2 separate regions of the Mus musculus genome follow, and region 1 is linked to region 2. The links are chromatin contacts, called in public HiChIP or PLAC-seq maps. All regions are on one chromosome and are shown on one strand. The core of a region is the stretch at or near the end of the contact, and the rest is flanking DNA. Distances in the headings are between cores, read along the strand shown. Region 1 overlaps Gm30373 (a long non-coding RNA gene). Region 2 has its middle 17 kb from the start of Gm3898.

Region 1 (7,370 bases), core at 4,706-7,205, 99 kb after region 2:
CATAGCTCTGTGTCCAAGGGGCCACAGGCACTGGGAAGTCAGGGTAGGGGCTTTTCCTGGGACCTTAGAGAAAGTCAGGGAATAGCTGCAAGACTCTCGTTAAGAAGTGAAAGACCAACCAGGAAAGATGCTAGTGTTTGGTGACCATCTGCTGAGTGCCAAACTCAATGGCACCCACCCCCTATGCAACTCCATCCAAGGTTCACAAGCATCTGAGGTCAACAGTACTTCCAGAGAGACTTCAGTTCAGTGACAGCAAGCAGCTTTCCCAAAGTCACACAGCTAGGAAATGGTGGGCAGGAGATCTGAACCTGGCTCCGGGAGGGAGGGAAAGGCAAAGCCACTGACTTTACTGGAAGGCACAGAAGATGCGAGGGAAAGTGTAGAAAAGAGTTCAGAGGCCACCATGGGAGATCGTTTTTCTCAACAGAGGGCTTGTCTTCCTTGGCTCTGAAAAAGCAGGAAAGGAGAGCGAGGAGTTTCTTGGTCTGTAGACATTTTCCCCCTACCAGACTGTTCCTCATTCCCCAGCAGAACCATGGAATGGCAAAGGAATGCATAGATTAGAGTCCTCTGACGTGTAAGTAGGCTGAAGAGGTTTTAGGCACCAGTCTTGCTAATCCATTTTCCCCAGAAAGGTTTCCACCCCATCTGCTCACAGAGCTCCCAGCACAGGACTGCACACCAGTGACCACCGTTAGCATCCTCGATGGCCACACAGCTCAGCTGCCAGCAGTGTCAGGGCCAAGTGGCTCAGATCAAGCCCTGGCTCCCAGGCGTAGAGCCTCAGTTTCCACATCTGTTAAACAACACACAGACCTGCCACAGCATGGAAGAGCCTGTCACCAGCCTCCCTGCAAGACTGTCCCACACTGTTCTCTTCTTCAAGCCAAGTCACCACACAGCTCACCCTCCATCCCAACGCCTTAATCAGGGAGAGCACCATCCCACGGGGCTGTCACCCTCACGCACAGAAGACAGGGGCTCCAGGAAAGCCATGTCTGGGAGGACATCCTGGGGATCCGTGGAACCAGTGGGTGGTTCTCACATCTAGTCAGGCAGAAGGGACAGGGTATGTTACACAAGAGATTCTAAAAGCAGATGGACCCACAGAGTTTGTGACTTAAATTGGCACATGCCAAGAGACAGGGTGCCCTCTGCATCCACAGGGCCCGGAAAGACCCTCAGGCCCTGGTGAGACTGTTGGAGGGTGGGCATCCAGGGGCAGTTAGTCACCAGGGAAGTTTCCATCCTAATGGACCCAAATGGGATCAATGACAAAGGGTCAAGTGCCCACACTGTGCCCACACATGCTCTACCTCAAGCTACTCTGAAAATAGCTCTGTGGCAATGTCACCAAGCTTGGGCTTCAGCTCTGTTTCCTGCCCCCCTCCAGTTCTTCCAAGAGATAAATCCAGCCACCTACCCCCCTGTAGGCCCCTGCACCTTCCCAGTCTGTCACTAGTCCTTTAAATGTCACTCTATCCCCCTTTTTCTTAGGTTAAGAGGCTCCCTGCTTCACTGTAGCCTTTCCTGGGGCTTACGTGTCAGAACCTCCTGGGGTTGAGCAGCCATTTCAAAAGCCATGCCTGTGCATCCATGCTGTGTCCATGCTGCATCCGTGCACCTGTGCATCCATGCTGTGTCCATGCAGCTCCCATGCACCCATGCCTCTGTGCATCCACATCCATGCATCCGTGCATCCGTGCTGCATCTGTGCTACATCTACGCAGCCATGCATCTGTGCTGAACCTGTGCACCCAAGTACCCAGGCATCCATACATCCATGCTGCACCTGTGCACCCATGCTGCTCTCCCACCCTGTCTGTCTCACCTCTGCTCTAAGCGCACAGCCCTGGAGACCCTGAAGCTCAGGACAGAGTGACACCTGGGTCCCCAGCATTCAGCCCAGAGCCTGGCAAGTAACTGGTTTCAGGAAAAGCCGAAAAGAAACTCAGATCTTCCTTCTTCACAGGGCACCGAGGATGTGTCTGTGGGAGTTGTCAAGACTCCACGGATGACACAAGGCCAAACTTTGGGTGGTATCCTTTGTGAGAGTTTATTTCCAGTGTCATTGTTCCCAGGAAAAGAAAATTTTGGAGTTTTTTTCACTCTTTACAATTTTTTTTAAATTTATTTTGTATGGGAGGCAGGACAGTTGTGGAGGTCCGTGGACCGCTTGTAAGAGTCTGGTCTCCCCTTCTACCATATGGATTGAATTCAGGTTGCCAGACGTGGCCACAGGACCTTTACCAGATGAGCCAAAATGACTAATCTTTCTGTGTATAAGCTCTTAAAGGGACCTCATTTTCACGTCTCCTGGCCACCTCCATCCTACCAGCTCCAAGAGCAGCATGTGCCTGCATAGGCGGCTCCCTCCTCAAATCTCTAGCCCCTGCCTCTGCACACTGCCCCTCCCATGCCCGCCTTGTAGCGGGAATGTAATTAGGCCTTTCCCAGGATGGCAACCCCTCCTCACAGTTGGGCTGCCCGTCCAAAGGGGATAATTTATGGAAATGGGTAAAGGTGTTTTAAATTATTCAATTTAAATGTAAATAGGGGAGATGGTTTCTCTGAATAAATTGTCTTATTTATGTTCCTCCCAGCTCCCCTCCCAGGGAAACAGGGAGAAGTTTGGAGCCCTCTGGAACACAAGGCCCTCCCTCCTCTTTAAATAATGTGGAAGCAGGGAATGGTGTTTGGAGACACAACAATGTCCTCAACAACCAATGTGCCATTTGGAATCACAGACATGCAAGAGTTCGCTGACACCCAGCCTCAGGAGGACTTTGGCCTGGTGGAACAAGAGAACAGGAAGCCTGTCCCACCCATCTGGGTGTCCTTGAAGACAGTGCCCTGGGGTGACATGCCCTGCCATCCTCCTGTTCTACTCTGGCTCTCTTTCCAGCTGAGTTCCAAGTGTTGGTAGCCAGCTTAAAACTTCCCTGAATGTGTCTGTGCTCTGAGACAATAAAGCCATGGGACACCTACTCTTTGAGAATCCTTATCCAGCCAGATGCTGGGGTCTGCGAGGAATAGAACTTACTTCAAAGGAAGGCTCCTCTGTGTGTGTGTGTGTGTGTGTGTGTGTGTGTGTGTGTGTCTATTTGTTTCTGAGTGTGTGTCTCTGTGTGAGTCTGTGTGTCTGTGTATCTGTGTATGTATGTGTATATGCATATGTGTGTATGTGTATATTTGTGTGTGTTTCCTCTATGGCTCTCTCACGTGCATATGACAACCTATTACTAGACCCAGGAGACAACTGGGATAAGATGGACCTTGGATCCATCCCTAACAATAAACCTGGAAGATAGCAACTCTAAGATCTGAATTTTCAGAGGAGCAGAAAAGTCTGTCTCTACCCCCCACCCATAAGACTGCTCACTTCACACTGGCTTCACACTCTGCATCACACCAAATGCTGGTGAGGAGAGGAATCTGAGTCAGTCCCATTGGGTTGTTCAGGTCCTGGGGATGGAGCCAGCTGTGTGCACACAGCCTGCATCCCGAGGAGACATCAGAACAAAGCTAGAGAAGAGCAAATGGGGTGAGGTACCTGATGGACAGGCCTTGCTGACATCACAGGAGATCCGGTGCTGAGGCAATGCTTAAATCAATGCACCTTTTAATCATTGACCATGTTGGTTTCAGCCTTCCCTTCTTAGGCCAGCACAGTTCCTTTCTGCCCAATTCTAAGAGCCAGGCTGTCGCCTGACCTCCAAAGAGCAGAGAATCAGACTGATGGTTCAGATCACAGGCCATGTGGCAAGACCAACCCACACATAACACAAAGAGCTGTCCAGAGGTTGGAAAGCTTCCAGGGAGATCCAAAAATAGAAAGACTGCATAGCCCAGCAGTGAGGCCATCACCCACCTCACCATCACTGTAAAGTACGGAATGCCTGCCGACTTTGTCCCAGGCAGAGCTGAAGTTCACTGGTAGCAAGGGGTAAGGGACTTGTCTATCTGAGGACTCAGCATCCTTGCAATGGACCATACCGCGCTTCCTGGTTGAGCTGCAAACATCTTTCTGAGGTTTGGGAGTAGAGTCTACCTCATGACTCACGCCTGCCCAAGATAGAAAGCGGAAGCTTGACTCTCCAGTCTCCATTTCAGCTGGAGTTCAGACAGTGATTTAGACCCCACTGCTCAGATTGACTCATCAGGCAATGCCTGGCTCCAGAAGGAAGGAATGTGAACAAGGGGACAATGCCCAGAATCCATCACTCTTGGCAGGGGAAGTAATGGAAGTTTCTGGCAGTTGAGGTAGATGTTATGTCAAGATTAAGCTCTTGGCCTGGAAGTTAGTCAGCGGGGTGCTGACAGCAGGACAGAGGCTCCGCTGGCGCCTGGAGGGACAGTGGTGGCCTTTGCAGGCTCCCCATGGTCTGGCTCTGTGCAGAGTGGGCACGGTGCCTGCCAGCTTAACCTCCACACTGGGATCTCAGCCTCTCCAGCTTTCCCTGTAAGTGTATGAGGCACCCAGAATTTGTCAAATAAAGTCATTTTCTGCCTTGGCAGTTAGAATTGGCTCCTATCACCACAGTTCTAAACCCTGAGTCCATTCAGGCTGCGGTAACAAAGTACCATAGGCTAGGAGGCTTATAGACATCAGACATTTATGTCTCACAGCGCTGGAAGATTGGGAAGAACCAAATGAAGAGCTTGGCAGATGTGATGACCAGTGAGGGGGCTGAGGGGGCCACAGCACCTTCCAGCTGTGTCCTTGTGCCGTCTACCGGGGATAAAGGGTCTCCGTGAGCCTCCTTTATGAGGGTATTAAGCCCATTTGTGAGGGCATTAGAGTTTCACCATGCAGACTTGGTGGGGGATGTGTCCAGACCACAGCACTGACTGACGTGGAGGGCTGCTCAATCCCTAAGGAGCTCTTCATCCTGATGACCCAGGCTGGGCAGCCCTTGCTTTTAATGGCTACCTCACTCTGGGGCCTGGGAACTTTGCTCATGGCTTCCTTTTGTCAGTCTTCTCAAGAGCATGGACTTCTATTTCAGTCTCTGGTACCCCATCCCCCAACACACACGCACAGGCACGCACACAGGCATGCACACGCATGTGCACAGGTACACAGGTGCACGCACGCACACACATACACGCACACATACGCAGCACTCTGAGATCCATAAGACTTAGGCCACATCTTCTCTATCCTTACATCTCCCGTCTCCTATAGAACCCCAGCTTAGCAGGACCCAGGCTGAGGACCAGGCATGATGGTGTGTCCCATGGTGGTGTCTTCCTTAAAATCCGGCACTTGCAGGTGGAAACAGGAGGATTAGGAGTTCAAGATCATCTTTAACTACTTATTAAGTTTGAGGCCAGCCTGGGCCACAGGAGACCCCATCCACACACATGAACACAAAGAAAGAGACAGGGAGAGACAGAGAGACACAGAGAGAGAGACACACAGAGAGAGAGAGAGGGAGAGAGGGGGGAGGAAGACAGACAGACACAGAGAGACAGAGAGACAAGGAGGGGGAGGGGGAGGGGGAGGGGGAGGGGGAGGGGGAGGGGGAGGGGGAGGGGGAGGGGGAGGGGGAGAGGGAGAGGGAGAGGGAGAGGGAGAGGGAGAGGGAGAGGGAGAGGGAGAGGGAGAGGGAGAGGGAGAGGGAGACTACTCCAAGAGCAGCATATGTAGATATAATTGACACTTTGCCTACCTTTCCCACCATCAGCCCCCAGGTTCTCATTCATAGCTCCAAGCACTGTAGCCCCCATTAAGAATATCCCCTAAAGTGCCACAGGTGTGCCCTCTGGCCACTCACTGGTTCCCCACCTCTGCCTGGCAAGAGACCCTGTAACACCTCCTTCAGTGCAGCTGGTCCACCGTGGTCTGGAAACGCATGTCCCTTCTGGGCTCACATCTCTGAATATGGGTCTTCAGATGGGCTTGGGGATCTGTGCAACCTGATGGGGCCTGGCTGGAGGAAGTGAGTCACTGGGGAATGTGGGACGGACCTGGAGGGTTATAGCTGGTGTGCCTCTGGCCCTCTTTCTACCTCCTGATTCCTTTTGATGTGAGCAAGCTGCTGTGACTGCAGCTGCAACCCATTCCCTCTCCTATGAGTCCCCCGCCATGATGAACTACAGCCTGTCTAATCCCGAACCAGAATAAATCCTCTTCCCTTTAAGTCACATCTTTCAAGCACTCTATCATAGCAATGAGAGGAGTAAGTAAGAGTGGTGGCAGCTCTGGCTGCTCACCCACCCCCAACCCCACCCCTACCCCCACCCCCACCCCCACCCCTACCCCTACCCCTACCCCCACCCCCAGCCCCAGCCCCAGCCCCAGCCCCAGCCCCGGGGACGTGCACAGTGTATGTCCTCAGACACTGGGATGGTGCTCTTGAGGTCTCTGGAGAAATATACCCACATGTAGATACCCCAGGCATGTCCCTCATCCTGGCCAGCCCTTGTGCACATAAACCCCACTCTATCCCCTCTGCAGGAAGAACAGGAGGAAACGGACAAGCTTTCTGGAATCAATTTCACGCCCTTGGGCATGATAAACAACCCAGCAGAAAGAAGCCCTATGAGAGAGTTAATGGCTGTTGGGTAGCTAGATGATGCATCACTTCCTGGGAAGGGAGGCCCGACCCAGAGGCTCTCTGCTCGTGCATCTTTCCTCCATTCCCTATTTGCCTCGCAGCCGCACACATCCAACGACCCCTTCCCAGGAGTATCCAGTGTCTTCCCATGCAGCACACGGCTCACGCTTCCAGGGGGCCTTAGACAGGCATAGGGCAGACTGCAGCTGCCCACATAGCCTAAGCAATGAGGGTCAGACCTCCAATGGAGTTAGACCATCTGGATCCAAACCTGTTGTCCTAAGTACAATTGACTTCATACGGTTCTTCTGTAGCTTAATCTTGCTGTTGTTTGCGTGGGGTTTCAAAAGGGACCTGACATACTGAAAGCCCTTAGTAACATTAGATATGCCACAGTGGTGACGATGACCATGAGGGCCCCCAGAACCTAGGCTCTCCTCCTCCTCCTCCTCCTCCTCCTCCTCCTCCTCCTCCTCCTCCTCCTCCTCCTCCTCCTCCTCCTCTCCCTCCTCCTCCCCCTCTTCCCCCTTCCCCTCCCTCTCCCTCTCCCTCTTCCTCTTCCCCCTCCCCCTCCCTCCCCCCCTCTCTCTCCCTCCCTCTCCCTCTCCCTCTTCCCCCTCCCCCTCCCCTCCCCCTCATCCTCTTCCTCACAGCTACTGAGAAAGTTGGCCACCCCCACCATAAGCAGGAAAGAAACACATTCAGGCTTCTTGCTATCGTCAAGTCCTTACAGCTCATATATGAATCAGGCCCCACAACCCCAATCTAAAAAACTGTGGTCCTTGCTACAGACCCTATCGTGAG
Region 2 (7,075 bases), core at 3,723-6,222:
GCAGCAATCCAGGAAAGGGACAGATTCTGCTGCCTCCTCTAGGGGTTTCTCTTGCCAAACATTCCCATGTGAAGGGGGAGGTGGCTGTCCCTGGCCCAGAGAGGCCCTTGCCCTGGAGGAGCTGAACTAGGATGCGCTGGGCAAGGGCGGAGCTGCCCAGCTGAGGAGAGCTCAAACAGGATCGAAAGAGGAGGGGGTGGGGTGTACATGAAGGATGAGCTGTGGAGTAGCCTGGGGAGGAGGGATCTGTGCAGCTGGGACTTGGCCCTCTCTGCCTCGGAGCCCCTTCCTGCCACGTTCTCACATGCATGCCTTGAGGTAGCCCCACAGCCCAAACTGGAATGTCAGACAGGAACAGGTGCACGGGCACATCCCCTCCCCTCCCCCCCCCCCCCGCCTTGACTGGGCACAGGCCTGGGCCATAGACCCCTAATAGACGTCTCAGGATGAGACCCTCCCTCCCTTCCTCCCCTCCTTCCTTGGGAACATTTGGTACCTTCCAGGAGGCTCAGGCTGAGCCAGCTTGAGAACCTCTGCCTGGGAGACTTATGACTTGGGGTCTGGGGAAGCAGGGGTACCTCTATGTTGTTCTCTGAGCCCAGAAGATATAGAAAATGAGGGCTCCACAACCTCCATCTTAGTTCCCTCTCTCTTGCCCCTCCCCCCTCCCCCACCCCCCCCCCCCGCCCGCCATTCTGCCTTCTTCTCCCCAGGCCTTGCTCTGACAATGTCCCTGCCTACCTTCAGTAATGTTCCTCCACCCCCCACCCCGCCACTTTCCCACAGCCTCTCTTCTCTCCCAGCTGCTGGACTTCCCTCCTCTTGTTCACACATCTGTTCCATCCTCCTGACCCTCCCCTAGACCCCTCCCTCTATGCCCTCCCCCCTCAGCCCACCCTTTCATCTCCCCCCTCCCCACACACTCTCCCCACTGAAGTCACTGGTCCTAGTGCCAGAACTTCAAAAGGAGATCAAAGCCGGGCTCCCCCCAACCCCCATCAAAGATCTGTCAGAGCAACCCTCCCCATGACTGTAACTCTCCCTGACAGGCCCGGGTCCTCCATGCTCCCACCCTGGGAAGCACCAGGTCAGCCAGATTCTTGCTGCCACAGCCTGGGCTGAGCGTGCCTGAATGATCCCTGGGCTGTGGGTTCAGAAAACGCACTGTAACTGTAACGTTAACACAGCCAGTCCCTAGTAGGCTCTGTGGACTTGGAGAAGGCACTGAACCTCTCTGCACTAGAGTAATGGTACATCTTCAATAGAGCTAGTATTGATCTTGTGGGGCTGTTGGGTGGGTAACAGGAGAGAATGCAGGCATCAAGTGGACTGTGCCTGTCTTACAACAGGTGCCTGATAAGTTACTGTTCTTAACCTCACTATTTAGGTCCTTTCACATGACAGTGTTAGAGATGGAAGTTAGTGTGTAGAGGGATAAGCCTGCTGCTGTCCCAGAAATCCCCCCTTCTGTCCCCCAAGCCATGTGAAGGTTCAACTCATTCTCTGAACCTCCAAGAATGTAGTGGCCATGACAAAGCCCTCCATCACCCCTGCTTGGTCATATCCCCTCAATGCTGGATTAACCAAGTCTTTAGCTTGGCTCCCACATGTGAGACTGGTTCTCACCTTCCCACAAGGCCATCCCATGTCCCCTAGGGGATGATGATGTCTGGATGGGTGAAACGTGGTAGGGCTGAGCGGCCATTTGTGAAACTGTTCTTGACTTGAAACATCAGGGAACTCCAGGGACCACACAGGGACGATATGACTCGGGTAGGTCCCCCAGCCTCAGGAAGCTTGTTGTCTCATTTGCAAAATAACAGGTTCGCTGCCTCAAACCCTCCTTAGGAAGGCGCACAGTATAATTTCACAGAACTGCAAGACCTCAGAAGTCATGCGGTGCAGCCAAATGTGGCCACTCGCTGTTTCCTGTGAGGTGCTGTGGCCCTGTTTTACCAAGCCAGTAACCCGGCTTGGGAAGTGAAGGATCATATGGCAGAATGGAGAGCCACGAAGCTAGCCTATGCCCCTCAGCCTGTCCTAGCTATACCACATGACTGATCTCAGTTTGAAGATGGGATGTGGCTTAGTACCAAGCCACACTGTCCCGCGCTGCCATCTTAAGCTCTGCCTGGGATCCACCTACCTCGAAAAAAGGTAGGTGGATCCTGTGCCCAGCACTGGCCACAGATGGTCCCCTCCATCCTCCCTGGCTCCTACCTCTCCTCCTCTGATACTGCTCCCTGATGCCCTGGGATAGAGGCTCCCCACAACAGGATCTCACCTGTACCTCTTCTTTTCTCAGCTTCCTGACTCTACAAACCCCAATTCCAACCCCAGCACCAGTTGTCCAAGGACTAGACTGGTGCTGCTCACAACCATGAAGGCTGTGAAGGCTGTTGCTCTAGTTAGCGGCTTTCTTGTTAGTAGCCTCCCGCCACAAGAGGTGATGCAAGGCCAGAAACCTGGGCCTTTGTTATGCTAACGCGGGTGTCAATCTCAACAGAGAAGGGGGGCAGGAAGCTGCCATGCCAGCCACACAACATTGCACCCCAAGACCTTCACCACCATCTCCACTACCCCCACCCCGGTGTGGGCTCAGCCCCGCCCTCTGCCACTCCCATCCTACCTCCGTAGTCCACTTTCTCCCACCCCTTTCTTTCATCCCCCAGTCGTGGACAGCAGTAGCTGCTTCAGTAGCTGGATCGTGGACTACATTGAGGGGTCTACCTTGAGAGAGAAAATGACCAGAAAAATCCCTGCCTCCGGACATCTCCAGCTGGCTCCAGACTCCACTGAGCTTCCAAACGTGCTGACTACAGGAGGGCCAGGCACAGGGCCGGTGGGCGGGAGGCAGAGGGGAAGCAGCGCTGCCCCAAAGAGCAGCTCTCTGAGTAGGGTTGTGCTGAAACGTTGAGAGGGCTTCCTTCCCTTCCTGGAGGTTCCCTTTGCTCCCAGGAGCCCTGGGCAGCTTTAAATGAACTAATTTCTTTCCGGACCTGGAGAGTGAAAGGGTCCAGGCTCTCCTTTGGCTTGGAATGGTCTAACTCTTACGATCAGTTCCCAAGGAGGCCAGGAGTTGTACGCCTGGAAGAGGGGACTGGGGGCCCTTCCCAGATTCAGCAAGTATCCAGTCATGGGTCCAAGGCCCTTTCCATTGTTTTTAAAGGGCAACGCAGGGATCTATTATTCCCACTCGGAGATTTATGGGATCTTGGAAACAGTAGCTGGAGGCCAGGTGCGAGGGCGCCCCCTACTGGGAAGGCCAGGAAGGGCAACCCAGCCTCCACACCCAGGAACAAAAAGCAGTCCCTCAAGATGAGCGTCTCAGGGAAGCCACAAAGAGACTTCAGATAAGGCTGAGAGAAATCCGGAGATGTCCTCTCCAGGACTCAGGGTGGTAAGGAGCTGTGTGAAGATCCCTTCAAGGTCTCTAAAATTAATTGCCACCTATATCTTTCCCTGGGGAAGGTGGCTCTTCTATCTGCTCCCCTGCCAAAGGTGCAGAGGCGAGGGCGGACCAAACCATTCGCCTGTGTGACCTTCCTTGAGCCTGCGGAGGGGGAGAGTGAGGACCACTTCTGGGTATCTTGAAAAAGCTCCATGAGCTGAAATGAGCTAAGGAATTGCTAAGTGTGGAAGGCACCTGCTGTCCCTAACCTCTTCTCTCTCTCCTCTTTGCTCCTGTCTCTAGAACTCTAGCATGAAAACCCAGAACCAACCCCCAGAAGACTTCTGCACTGGGATCAGCTACCCACTGTACGTAGGGCCATATCCTCCTGAACATCTACCAGTCTCCCTGGGCTCTGCTCATCCCCTTAGCATCCACAAGACAGTGCTATCAACACACACACACACACACACACACACACACACACACACACACACACCCTTTACCTCCTGCCACTCCACTGTGGGTCAGTCCAGGAAGCAGCTTCTCCTACATTGGAGGATCCCCACTCAGACCTGGGGTCCTCTGAGACTCTTTCTTCCCTCTAGTGCCCCACACAGGGCAAGCTTCAAAGTGGCTATGGGCATGATGCCTGAGGGAACTCATACAGAGGGTGGATAGGGAGAATCCATAAAGATTTACCACCTCCACAACTATATGTAGGCTTTGCATTTTTCACAGGCACTTCTGGATTCCACTTTGGCCTCCCAGGCTTAACATCAGCTATGCTGAACCATCGAGTTATGAAAGAGGCATCAGAGTTGACCCTATGTGACATCTACCTCTATTTTTCAGCACCTCCAACTTGCCTCCAGATCCAAACCCAAAACCTTTCTTCCCGCTCACCGCAGCCCCCATCTTAGGTATCATGGGCAGGTCCCCTGTGGATTCCAACAATTTGGACCACACAGTAACTTGTGCTGACCCTTCAGAGCTTGGAGCTAGCCAAGTCTCTATAGCCATATTTTAGGACCCAGAGTTCCCAGATTATAGACTTTTTCTCCTAAGGGCAATGAATTGTCTAGGCCAGTCCAGTTCCAAGTGGCTGTCCCTTATGGCACTGGTGGCTAGGACTCTGAGAACATATGAGCAATGCCCCACACTTCCTGTCTTTAATTTCTCACACCTGCCCATAGCCTGGAGGGGCTGGCCATCACAGTGACTGAATACTGGACTAGGAGTCCCACCAGCCTCTTCCTCAGGGACCACCAAGGGACCTAAGCCATGCCAGGAGGGGAGAGACAGGCTCAGGCGAACAGCACTAAGTAGAAAGCAGGAATATTTCCCCTTAGGGAAGCATTGTCAGTGAATCTCCTCTCCCGAATTGCTAGTACCTCAAGACCCCAATGAGTAAAGAGTTGCTCAAGCCAAACACACACACACACACACACACAAACACTCACACACACACACACACACACACACACACACACACACACAGAGGCCCGGCTACAACAGTACACACACATACACAGCCCTGGGAACTCCCAGGTTTAGTACAGTTTGTCCTACTACAGCTTCTACCTTCATGCATGTGTCACAGTCACTGTGTCCTTGCCCAGATGGGAGCAGCACAGAGAAACGAGGGCTTCATGACGTAGAGAGGTGACTCAGAACATCTGTTCCTTGGCACTGAGAACTACCCAGTGTGGTGTGGCTGAGCACCAAGCTTTCTCTCTCACCTACGTTTTTCCCAGGCCTTGAGCATCCTCAGCAACCCTCTGCACCGTGCTCTATCCCCACACCTTTCCCCTACACACACACACACACACACACACACACACACACACACACACACACACACATACACACTTATTCATTTTGAAATAGGGTCTCTAAGTTTCCAGACTGGCCTGGGGCTCACTCTGCAGCCCACGTTGCCCCAGCAGTGGCTAGGACTCAGTTCTTCCCTGAAAGAAGATGCTGAGCTGAACAACGTTTGTGAATGAAAGAGGACCTAGGAATATCTCATACAGCGACACTGGCAACCAGGTATAGGTGCAAACGATGACGGACAATTACGGAAACTGAAAACACAATGGAGTAGAGACAAATGTAAAGGCTTTTATTTAAGAGCACAGTAGCGCACACTCAATGTTAGAAGCTCCTGACTTAGTAGCAATTACTGTAAAAACTTTCCTTAATTACATGTTCAAAAAGAGTTTATTAGCTTTATTTCTGTTGATTAAAGACAGGTGAATTACATTACTGTTGTCTTTCTCTCTCTCCCACTCTCTGTGAGTGTGTTTGTGTGTGTGTGTGTGTGTGTGTGAGAGAGAGAGAGAGAGAGAGAGAGAGAGAATTTTGTTTCAGTTTTACACAGTTTTGCTCTCTCAGCCTCTCCCTGACTGCACTGCTTCTATGTTAGCTACCCTCATGGTCACAAGGTAGCTGCCATAGTTCTAGGCATCACACCTGACTCAAGTTTCTAATACAAGAAGCAAGCCCTGCTGCTTTAAAAACATTTGTAGCCAGTCTCAGTTCTGTGGCTAACCTTAGAGGTACCTAGTCTGAAATGCAGCAGCGGCGGTGGTGGCGGCGGCGGCAGCAGCAGCAGCAGCAGCAGCAGAACACAAACTCAGTGTGGCTCACATGTGTATGCATTTCCTGAACAAGGAACTGGAGTCCTGGGTGACTGATCAGATATGGAGCCTGTGTTCCAGGAGCACCCCTCAATTTAACAGTGCCCGGCCTCCTCTATATTACATGGGCAGCACAGACATCTCAAGATTCAGAAGTGAAGACACGAACAAAGATGGAACAGGGGCTTCTGGTTGACTCCAGCCAGCTTCTGCCCAGCTGTGGGCCACCAGGACCCACCAAGAATGGAGCTAGACATGATGGTGCCTGCCTTTAATCCCAGCTTTGGGAGACAGAGGTAACACTGCCAACAGCTGACAGTTAGCCTGAGCAAGTCCCAGGGCTGGAGAGATGGCTCAGTGGTTCCGCGCACTGGAAGCTCTTCCAACTGTCGGTTAACTCCAGTTCTGAAGATTCCTTCTTCTTACCTCTACATGTGGTGCACACATGCATGCCGGGAAAACACCACATATATGAAATAAATAAATATTAAAAAAAAAAGTCTCAGGCCAACCTGGACTTTATAGAGGGACTCTGTCTAAACAATAAAGAGGAGGACGAGATCAGCATCACGGCATGCATATCTGAACTCCCAGCGCTCGAGAGGTGGGCGCAGGAGGTTAAGGAGCTCAGAACCCAATGCCAGCTTGGGCTACATAGTGAGTTCAATACCAACCTGAGCTACATGAGATAGTGTCTCAATTTAAAAAAAAAAAAAAAAAAAGACTAAAAGATGGTTTTTGTTGAGGCCAAGGAAATGTTCCCCATGCTCTCTGGAAGCTCAAACCTTCGCAGAGAAAAGGCTCAAGCCTGCTCCACGAGGTATCACCAGAGGGGAGGATCAAGCAGGGAGACTGAAGAGTGTGTACACCCATCTCAAGAGGCAGGCTGGTAATTTAGAGAGGGAGAAGCGTTTAGAGGAACTGAGTGAATAAAAATAGCTAGTAGCCTGGGCCAAAGCCTATCAAAGCTCTGGACCAAGGTCACCTCTGATCCTGTCCTGTAAGGTCATGCTCTAGAGGACACAGGCTAGGGCAGATACTG

What was found. HiChIP or PLAC-seq counts read pairs in DNA pulled down with a chosen protein or histone mark.
Region 1: a GR HiChIP or PLAC-seq map of the 3134 cell line shows a contact between it and region 2, with 6 times the contacts expected there. The contact joins two enhancer-like sites. A contact is called at or near these places in 1 of 15 datasets of contacts at CTCF or cohesin (the NIH/3T3 cell line), 2 of 484 Hi-C or Micro-C datasets (cerebral cortex and olfactory sensory neurons) and 1 of 115 datasets of contacts at active chromatin or transcription factors (the 3134 cell line).

The regions. Positions count from the first base shown.
Region 1 is chr9:43,941,311-43,948,680 of GRCm38.p6, forward strand. The region is part of intron 1 of Gm30373 (a long non-coding RNA gene); the gene reads right to left. Among named protein-coding and RNA genes, the nearest start is that of Gm30373, 29 kb to the right of the region's middle. Within about 2 kb of position 5,956, at least 25 of the 459 cell types and tissues checked have an H3K27ac peak or open chromatin away from gene starts, as enhancers often do.
Region 2 is chr9:43,843,004-43,850,078 of GRCm38.p6, forward strand. No RefSeq gene overlaps it. Among named protein-coding and RNA genes, the nearest start is that of Gm3898, 17 kb to the left of the region's middle. Within about 2 kb of position 4,973, at least 11 of the 459 cell types and tissues checked have an H3K27ac peak or open chromatin away from gene starts, as enhancers often do.